2 separate regions of the Mus musculus genome follow, and region 1 is linked to region 2. A link is a contact called in public HiChIP or PLAC-seq data. All regions are on one chromosome and are shown on one strand. Each heading gives the region's core, a stretch centred on a gene start, on an enhancer-like site or on the middle of the called end of the contact. The rest is flanking DNA. Distances are from core to core; before and after follow the strand shown. Region 1 overlaps Nos1ap (nitric oxide synthase 1 (neuronal) adaptor protein). Region 2 holds the start of Uhmk1 (U2AF homology motif (UHM) kinase 1).

Evidence for each region. HiChIP or PLAC-seq counts read pairs in DNA pulled down with a chosen protein or histone mark.
Region 1: an H3K27ac HiChIP or PLAC-seq map of extraembryonic endoderm stem cells shows a contact between it and region 2. The contact joins the enhancer-like site here to the promoter of Uhmk1 in region 2. A contact is called at or near these places in 2 of 39 promoter capture datasets (embryonic stem cells and liver) and 5 of 115 datasets of contacts at active chromatin or transcription factors (bone marrow-derived macrophages, embryonic stem cells, extraembryonic endoderm stem cells and 1 more).

What each region holds. Positions count from the first base shown.
Region 1 is chr1:170,483,282-170,486,749 of GRCm38.p6, reverse strand. The region is part of intron 2 of Nos1ap (nitric oxide synthase 1 (neuronal) adaptor protein); the gene reads left to right. Among named protein-coding and RNA genes, the nearest start is that of Gm46171, 56 kb to the left of the region's middle. Within about 2 kb of position 1,524, at least 17 of the 459 cell types and tissues checked have an H3K27ac peak or open chromatin away from gene starts, as enhancers often do. A contact at or near this core is called in extraembryonic endoderm stem cells, where this site is marked.
Region 2 is chr1:170,213,449-170,217,104 of GRCm38.p6, reverse strand. Uhmk1 (U2AF homology motif (UHM) kinase 1) reads left to right here and starts at 1,698. Exons shown (of 8, transcript NM_010633.4): 1 at 1,698-2,132. The coding sequence starts at 1,865.

The sequences.
Region 1 (3,468 bases), core at 275-2,774, 270 kb before region 2:
TTTTTTGAGATAAGTTCTACTCAGTAGCCCAGGGTATCCTAGAAGTCACTATGTAGTCTAGGTTAACCTTAGCTTCTCATATTCCGAGATTATGAGTTTAAACCATTATGCCTGACTTTAGTTTTTATTTTCAAGTTATTTTTGGTTGATATTAAGATTAGCATTTTCTGAAAACATACAGCGCTTGCATTTGTATATGAATCAGGATACTTCTATCTTTCTGTTAGAAGGTCTGAGAGTGGTCTTTTGCGGTGGGGATGGAGCTGAGTAGTAGGATGAACACCCGCATCCCCGGGAGTCTGAGGCTGATGACTAGCACTGCTGCAAACAAAAGCTCCACACAAACCGACAGCTAAAGGATGGTCTTTTTCATGCTGAGCATTTCGGCTATTAATAACTACCTGGTAATTATCACTTGAAACCGGCGTTATAAAAAACCCCAAATGAAATGCTTATCTAAGCTGGCTTCATCAGAAACACGGAAAGCATTTAAAATTCTTATCTACTAATGATTTATTTGAGAGGAAATGGCATTTTTATTAGTTATATGCTAATTCTTTTCTTTCTTTTCTTTTTTCTTTTTTTCTGAGACAGGGTTTCATGTAGCCTAGGCTAGCCTCAAAATATGGAGTCAACATGTCTTGAACTCTTAATCTTTTCGCTTCTGCCTTTCAGATACTAGAATTAAAGGCATGCACTGCTATGCCTGGCTTTGGTGTACTAATTCATTAAAGCAATAACATCTTAAAACATGTATTTGTTTGAATACGTGTGTGCAAGCAGGGAGGTCAGGGGACGTCTCATGGGAGTGGTTCTCTCCTTCTGCCATGTGGGTCTCAGGAATTGAACTCAGGTTATTAGGCTTTGGTTTTGATCCCAGATCTGGGGAGGAAGAAACAGGTTTCTTGGGGCTCCCTTGCTAGCCAGTCTGGCCTAATGGGCAAGCCCCCAGATCCTGGATAGCTGGTAAGGAACAGCATTTGAGCAATTATAGCTAAGGTTGACTTCTTTCCATACATATGTACATCCCCCTGTGCACACATATGTATACATGTACACACACAAACATGCATAATAATGGTGATGGTGATGATGACGATGAAAGACAGTCCTGCTCTGAGGCTCTTCCTACACTCCCCCTATGCTCTGTCAGCTCTCCTCCTGGGCACTGTGTCTTCCTGGCTTTTCTTTGAGCGTTCTTTTCAGAATAGGGAGGCATCTTTGTTGCTTGAAAGCATCTCAACATTGCAAAGCTTTGTGAGGGGAACCACTTAGCTCTTTTCTTCCTTGTTCCTTCTCTATCCCTGTAGAGCTGAGAGGAAAGGCAGCAGACTGGGAGGTGTAGTGGGAGAGCCCTGTATCCTCTCGGGACTGTTGGTTTGTATTCTTTGATTTACTGGGTTGCTTGAGAAATCTGTGTTTGGTCTGGCAGAGAAGATAACGGATTCCAGAAATTCTTGCTGCCTTCTTCCAGATAGCTGGATACACCCCCCCCCCCCTGCTCTGTTTGCCCTGTTAAGAGGCTTCAGGGCAGGAGAGAGCTCGGCTCAGATTGATCCCGAAATTGACCTCTTTGGGTTTGGCATCTGCTCTTGATCCTTCTGATCAAGATTTATTGGCCAATTAATTTTAATAATGGTGATAATAATTATTGTCACTGCAATGGCACCGTTCACTTAGCCTTGGCATTATTCTGCTCATCCAGAATTAGATAATACAAGCTACCACATCTGCGTCGATTCCGGCTTGTGGTTTTGGCTCAGCTAATAGATTTTATGTTAGCGCTTCTCAGAGATAGGAAGAGGCGATTGATCTCTGGAAGGGAATTGTTGGAGGTGTCTGAACGGTGGCTGTGTCTTTGAACTGATACTGTAGCCCAGTGGTACATAGACTGTGTGTTTTCATGTGTGAGACACACACACAGACGGACAGACACACACAAACACACACACACACACACACACACACACAGGCAGACAGTGAAACATACACATACATACATGCATGCACATGCACGTGCACACACACACACAGTGACTGTAAATGTGGTGTAAGTTTACTACCATTGTCAGGCTCATCTGGGAGTTTGCTATATCCAGAGTCTTGGCCCTACAGAGGACCCTGGAGCTTGGGCTTAACAAGATGTATTGTGACAAGTCCTTCAAGGGCTTCCGATGGTCGCTTGTTACATTGTCTAAGATATCAACTTGGATTCTTCCCACATTTTTGTTTGTTCTTGTTTTTGACATTTTTACATTACATTGTTTTTACATTACAAAAGTGTAATGCTCAGGCTATGTAGCTCAGGCTAGCCCCACACTTGTGATCCTCCTTTCACTCTCCCAAGTACGGGGTGGGGGGAGGGAGGTGGAGGGGAAGGTTTGGGATTTGTGAAATGCCGGTATGAAAGTTAAAAATCTCTTAAAAACTACTGTGTGTGCAACACATGCTGTGGTGCATGTGTGGAGGTCAGAGGACGACTTCTCGGAGTCCATTCTTTCCTTCCACCGTGTGGGTCCCGGGGACTGAAGTTAGACTGTCAGACTTTGGGGCAAGCACCTTTACACCCGACCCAGCTCACCCAGTCCAGGTAATTGCTACTATTAAGATGAATCTGTTGCACGGGGAAGGTCTTAGAGTTAAGCAAAGAGCAGCTGAATGGCCGAAACCCCCTAAGCCAACAGCCATTCCCAGAGGGACAGACCATCGGAAGGCAGCTGTGGCCCAGAGACGCAGTGCCATAGGCCAGTGGCAGGGTGTAGCCTTGCTGGGGTGGGCAGTGGCAGGGTGTAGCCTTGCTGGGGTGGGCAGTGGCAGGGTGTAGCCTTGCTGGGGTGGGCAGTGGCAGGGTGTAGCCTTGCTGGGGTGGGCAGTGGCAGGGTGTAGCCTTGCTGGGGTGGGCAGTGGCAGGGTGTAGCCTTGCTGGGGTGGGCAGTGGCAGGGTGTAGCCTTGCTGGGGTGGGCAGTGGCAGGGTGTAGCCTTGCTGGGGTGGGCAGTGGCAGGGTGTAGCCTTGCTGGGGTGGGCAGTGGCAGGGTGTAGCCTTGCTGGGGTGGGCAGTGGCAGGGTGTAGCCTTGCTGGGGTGGGCAGTGGCAGGGTGTAGCCTTGCTGGGGTGGGCAGTGGCAGGGTGTAGCCTTGCTGTGGGGGTGAAAGCAGACTTCAGGGCTTTTTCTATCCCTGGGTGGTTTTGCATTTGCTGTGTTTGATTTTTAAGCCTCTTGCTCAGCACAAGTTCTGATGTACTTCTGGAGGCTAGCAAGCAGAGTCTGCCAGTCTGCAGCAGAGCTTCTGAAGTTAGCTGGTCTGGTTTCTCTACCTTCTAACCTACCACTTACGAATATCAAGGAAGTGTCAGCGAGTGAGGAATCAGCTAGTAACAGCTGATGACATTGCTATGTTGAGAGAGTTCAACTTGACCTTTGGAAAACACTCAGTATTTTAATCATAGCACTATTTAATATTTATTT
Region 2 (3,656 bases), core at 449-2,948:
CTTGTTTAATTAGAAGAGAGATTAGTTTCTACAAGATGTATGGAACAAGTTCCTCAGATGTTTGTTGATAATGTTTGCACAAGGTCAAAATATTTTATATTACCTATACACTTAAAAATGACTAATGTGGTAAATGCTACACTGTGCATATTTATATGCATAAAAGCTCTTGTGTTTTTAAAACATTAAGATTCTTTAATCAAATAGGCACCCTGCCCCCCCCCAGTAAGAAGTCTGGAGGATGGTTTTAGGAAGCACAATGGATTTCTACCAAGCTGTCAAGGATCCAGAAACCTTTTGCATTTCTTCTGGGTCATGAATGATCTAGACTTGCGTTTATTTGTCCCTATACACCCAGTTTCCTCTTCTTCCATTAGTTATGAATTTTATGTGAATTTTCTAGCTTGTCTGGAGCTAGCTTGGGTCATATGACTAGGTAAGCACTAGCTAATGGGATACGACCAGAAAACTCAGTACCATTTTGGCTATTTTTGTGCTTCTTTGGTCTCTTTCCCCATTCTCAAAACCATGAAATGCTGAAAGACAAGGCAAACACATAGGTCACAAAGATAAAAGTCCACTGAGATTGGCAGAACCCTGCATTATTAATTGTAGAAGGGAATGCTTCCATATCTAAGACAACATACTTTGGGCTTTTTGGCACAATAGATCACATCCAATTAATATATTAATATGTTGCTTTTATTCTCTCAGTTGCTTCATAAACAGGATGACTAATCTGTCTTTATTTTTTGTTTTGCTTTTTAAGATTTATTTATTTCTATATACACTGAAATTCTGCCTGCATGTTTGTGTAAGAGTGCCAGATGCTCTGGGACTTGAGTTATAGACACTCGTGAGTTGCCATGTGGATGCTGGGAATTGAACCCTGATCTGGAAGAGCAGTCAGTGCTCTTAGCTGCTAAGCCATTTCTCTAGCCCCAACTAATCTGTCTTTAGCTTTACGCTTATTTTCTTAAGCAGGAGATAGGAAGTAACAGGGAAGAAAACACAACATCTAAGTGAGTCAAGTTAGATCTTCCAATAAATCCTTGTTAGTTATGCAGGAAGGTCTTATTGACTAGAGAGAGGGCGTGGTCACAGCCACTTCTGAGAGAGGCCAGGTATTTCTTTTGTGTATATTACTGTTCCAAAGAAAATCGGAGTTATATTAGAAAGGGAGGTGGTAATGATGGATATCAGGAAGATGTGAAAGCACGTAGCTTTCAGCTTGAAACAATAGGTAATAGAAAATAAGATAGCTGCACAAGAGACAAACAGTTCAGTGGCTATGAGGAAATACTGATCTTCCCCAGGACAGGACTTTGGTTCCCATCACCCAAACCCGGCAGCTCACAATCTCCTGTAACTTCAGCACCAAAAGATATTACACCTTCTTCTGACTTCTGCACACATGAGGAACAAATACACAAATATATAAATACAAATATAATAACTCTTTAAAGATAAATAAAACAAAAAAATCAATAATCATATATTTTGCTGGAGCCAGGGCCTTCCTTGCGCATTCAAGGCAAGCACTTTACTACTGTGCTACACCCCATCTCTAATAATTAAGTTTAATATCTCAGTTGTTTTGTGCTAAACAATTTTCCCCCTGGAGGCCCCGCCCCTCTTAGGCCCGCCTCCTTCAGCCTCTAGGATTGGCTTTCCCCCACTTCCGGCTGGGTCCGAGTGCACTCCGGCTTCCGGTGTCATGGCGGCCTGAGGTCCGGGGAGTCGGTCGGAGCGCTGCAGGCCCCTCCCTGCGGAGCGGCGGGTCCGGGCGGGGATGTGACGGCGGGCGCCGCGGGCCTGCCTGGCGCGTCGTGTCGGCTCGCGTGTCCTCGGCCCAGCCCGCACCATGGCGGGGTCCGGCTGCGCGTGGGGCGCCGAGCCGCCGCGCTTCCTGGAGGCCTTCGGGCGGCTGTGGCAGGTCCAGAGCCGCCTGGGCAGCGGCTCGTCGGCCTCGGTGTACCGGGTGCGGTGCTGCGGTACCCCGGGCTCGCCCCCCGGCGCCCTCAAGCAGTTCCTGCCTCCGGGAACCACCGGGGCTGCGGCCTCGGCCGCGGAGTATGGTTTCCGCAAAGAGAGGGCGGCGCTGGAGCAGTTGCAGGGTCACAGGAACATCGGTAATTGTGGCTGTCCCCCATGTCCTGCCCATGTCCCGGCTCAAGCATAAGCGTCCTCCGCCTGGCCCCCGGTCTTTGGTCCTGTAGGTGGGAGGAGAGGATCGGGCCTCACTAGTTGTCACGCGATGCAGGTCCCTTTTCAGTCCACCTTTCCTTTGCAGCTGTCTGAGGTATACGGTGGAAGTGATTATTACATAGCAAATGCTTAGTAAAGTCCAGTTTGCTTAGGTTTTCATCCGGTAGTTAGAAAGTGAAAGGCATGAGTTTGCCAGGTTGTCATGTCTTGAGTGGAAAATTTTGCATCTTTTCCAAATGGAAAATATTCTAGGGCATCCAGTGCCATCATTGACATCAAATGACATACTACTGAGAACGGAAAAAAAAATACATATTTCGTGTGAATTTGGGAGAGGGAACCCAGTGTTACCTAGAAGTTAATGGAAGTGTGATATTTAAGAGCACAGCGTTTGCTTCAGTAAGACTTTCATGACTCAGAGATTTAGAATGTAAGCTTGTTTGGGCCACAGATATATGGAAGCAGTCCTCGTTGCTAATCCACGTACAGGCAGAGAGCTTGTAAGCGGTTATAACTTTGGTTAGTAAAGAAGCGTCATAGATCTTGGCAAATAGAACCCATGTGTAGCTTGAAGAAAGTGTTTGTTTATTTATTTATTTATTTATTTATTTATTTATAATACTACATTGATAGAATGTCCTAATGCTAGTGTGTTTTTCTTTTTTTTCCTTAATCTTACTAAGCGGTATATCACTATAGCTTTGGTGTTTGACAGGAACATTTTTTGCATGCCTCAGTACTTGTTGAATCTCTTGCGTGATTACATTAGAATGTTATTTGTAATTGATGTATATAATATGTGTGTGTGTATATATATATATATATACACGTATATATATGTGTGTGTGTGTGTATACATATGTCTATGTATATACACATATATGTATGTGTGTATATATATATATACACACACATGTACACACACACACATATATATATACATATATATATATATATGTATATATATATATATGAGCATAGAATGCTGTTTTGGATCAGGCAACCTTCAATTTGCTCTTAAGGGTTACTTAATATCATAGGTTTTTAAAGTAATTTTATCTTAAGACCTTAAGGGCATATTCACCCACCACTGAGTGTTGAGTTCTTGGTGAAACACAGGTTGAATAATTGTGCCATATATCGCCATACTTTATTTTATTTAACCCGGCTGTCCAAAGATAATGCTCGCTCCCTGGAAGAATAGTGGAAGTTTCTTGCTTATCATTGTCATTTTTATCCGTGGGGTGGGGTTGTGTGGGTGTGTCTCAGTGGTTAGAGAGCCTTTGCTGTTCTTGCAGAGGCCCGGAGCTCAGTTCCCAGTGTTTCCAGGGATTTGGGTGCCTACTGCCTTGGTGGCCAAATGACACTGGGGTAACGCTCGAGGAATTTTTCATTAGACTTTAAAAGAAAAACCCCAGGGCAGGCAAGCCTTAAATCTCAGTAACTGC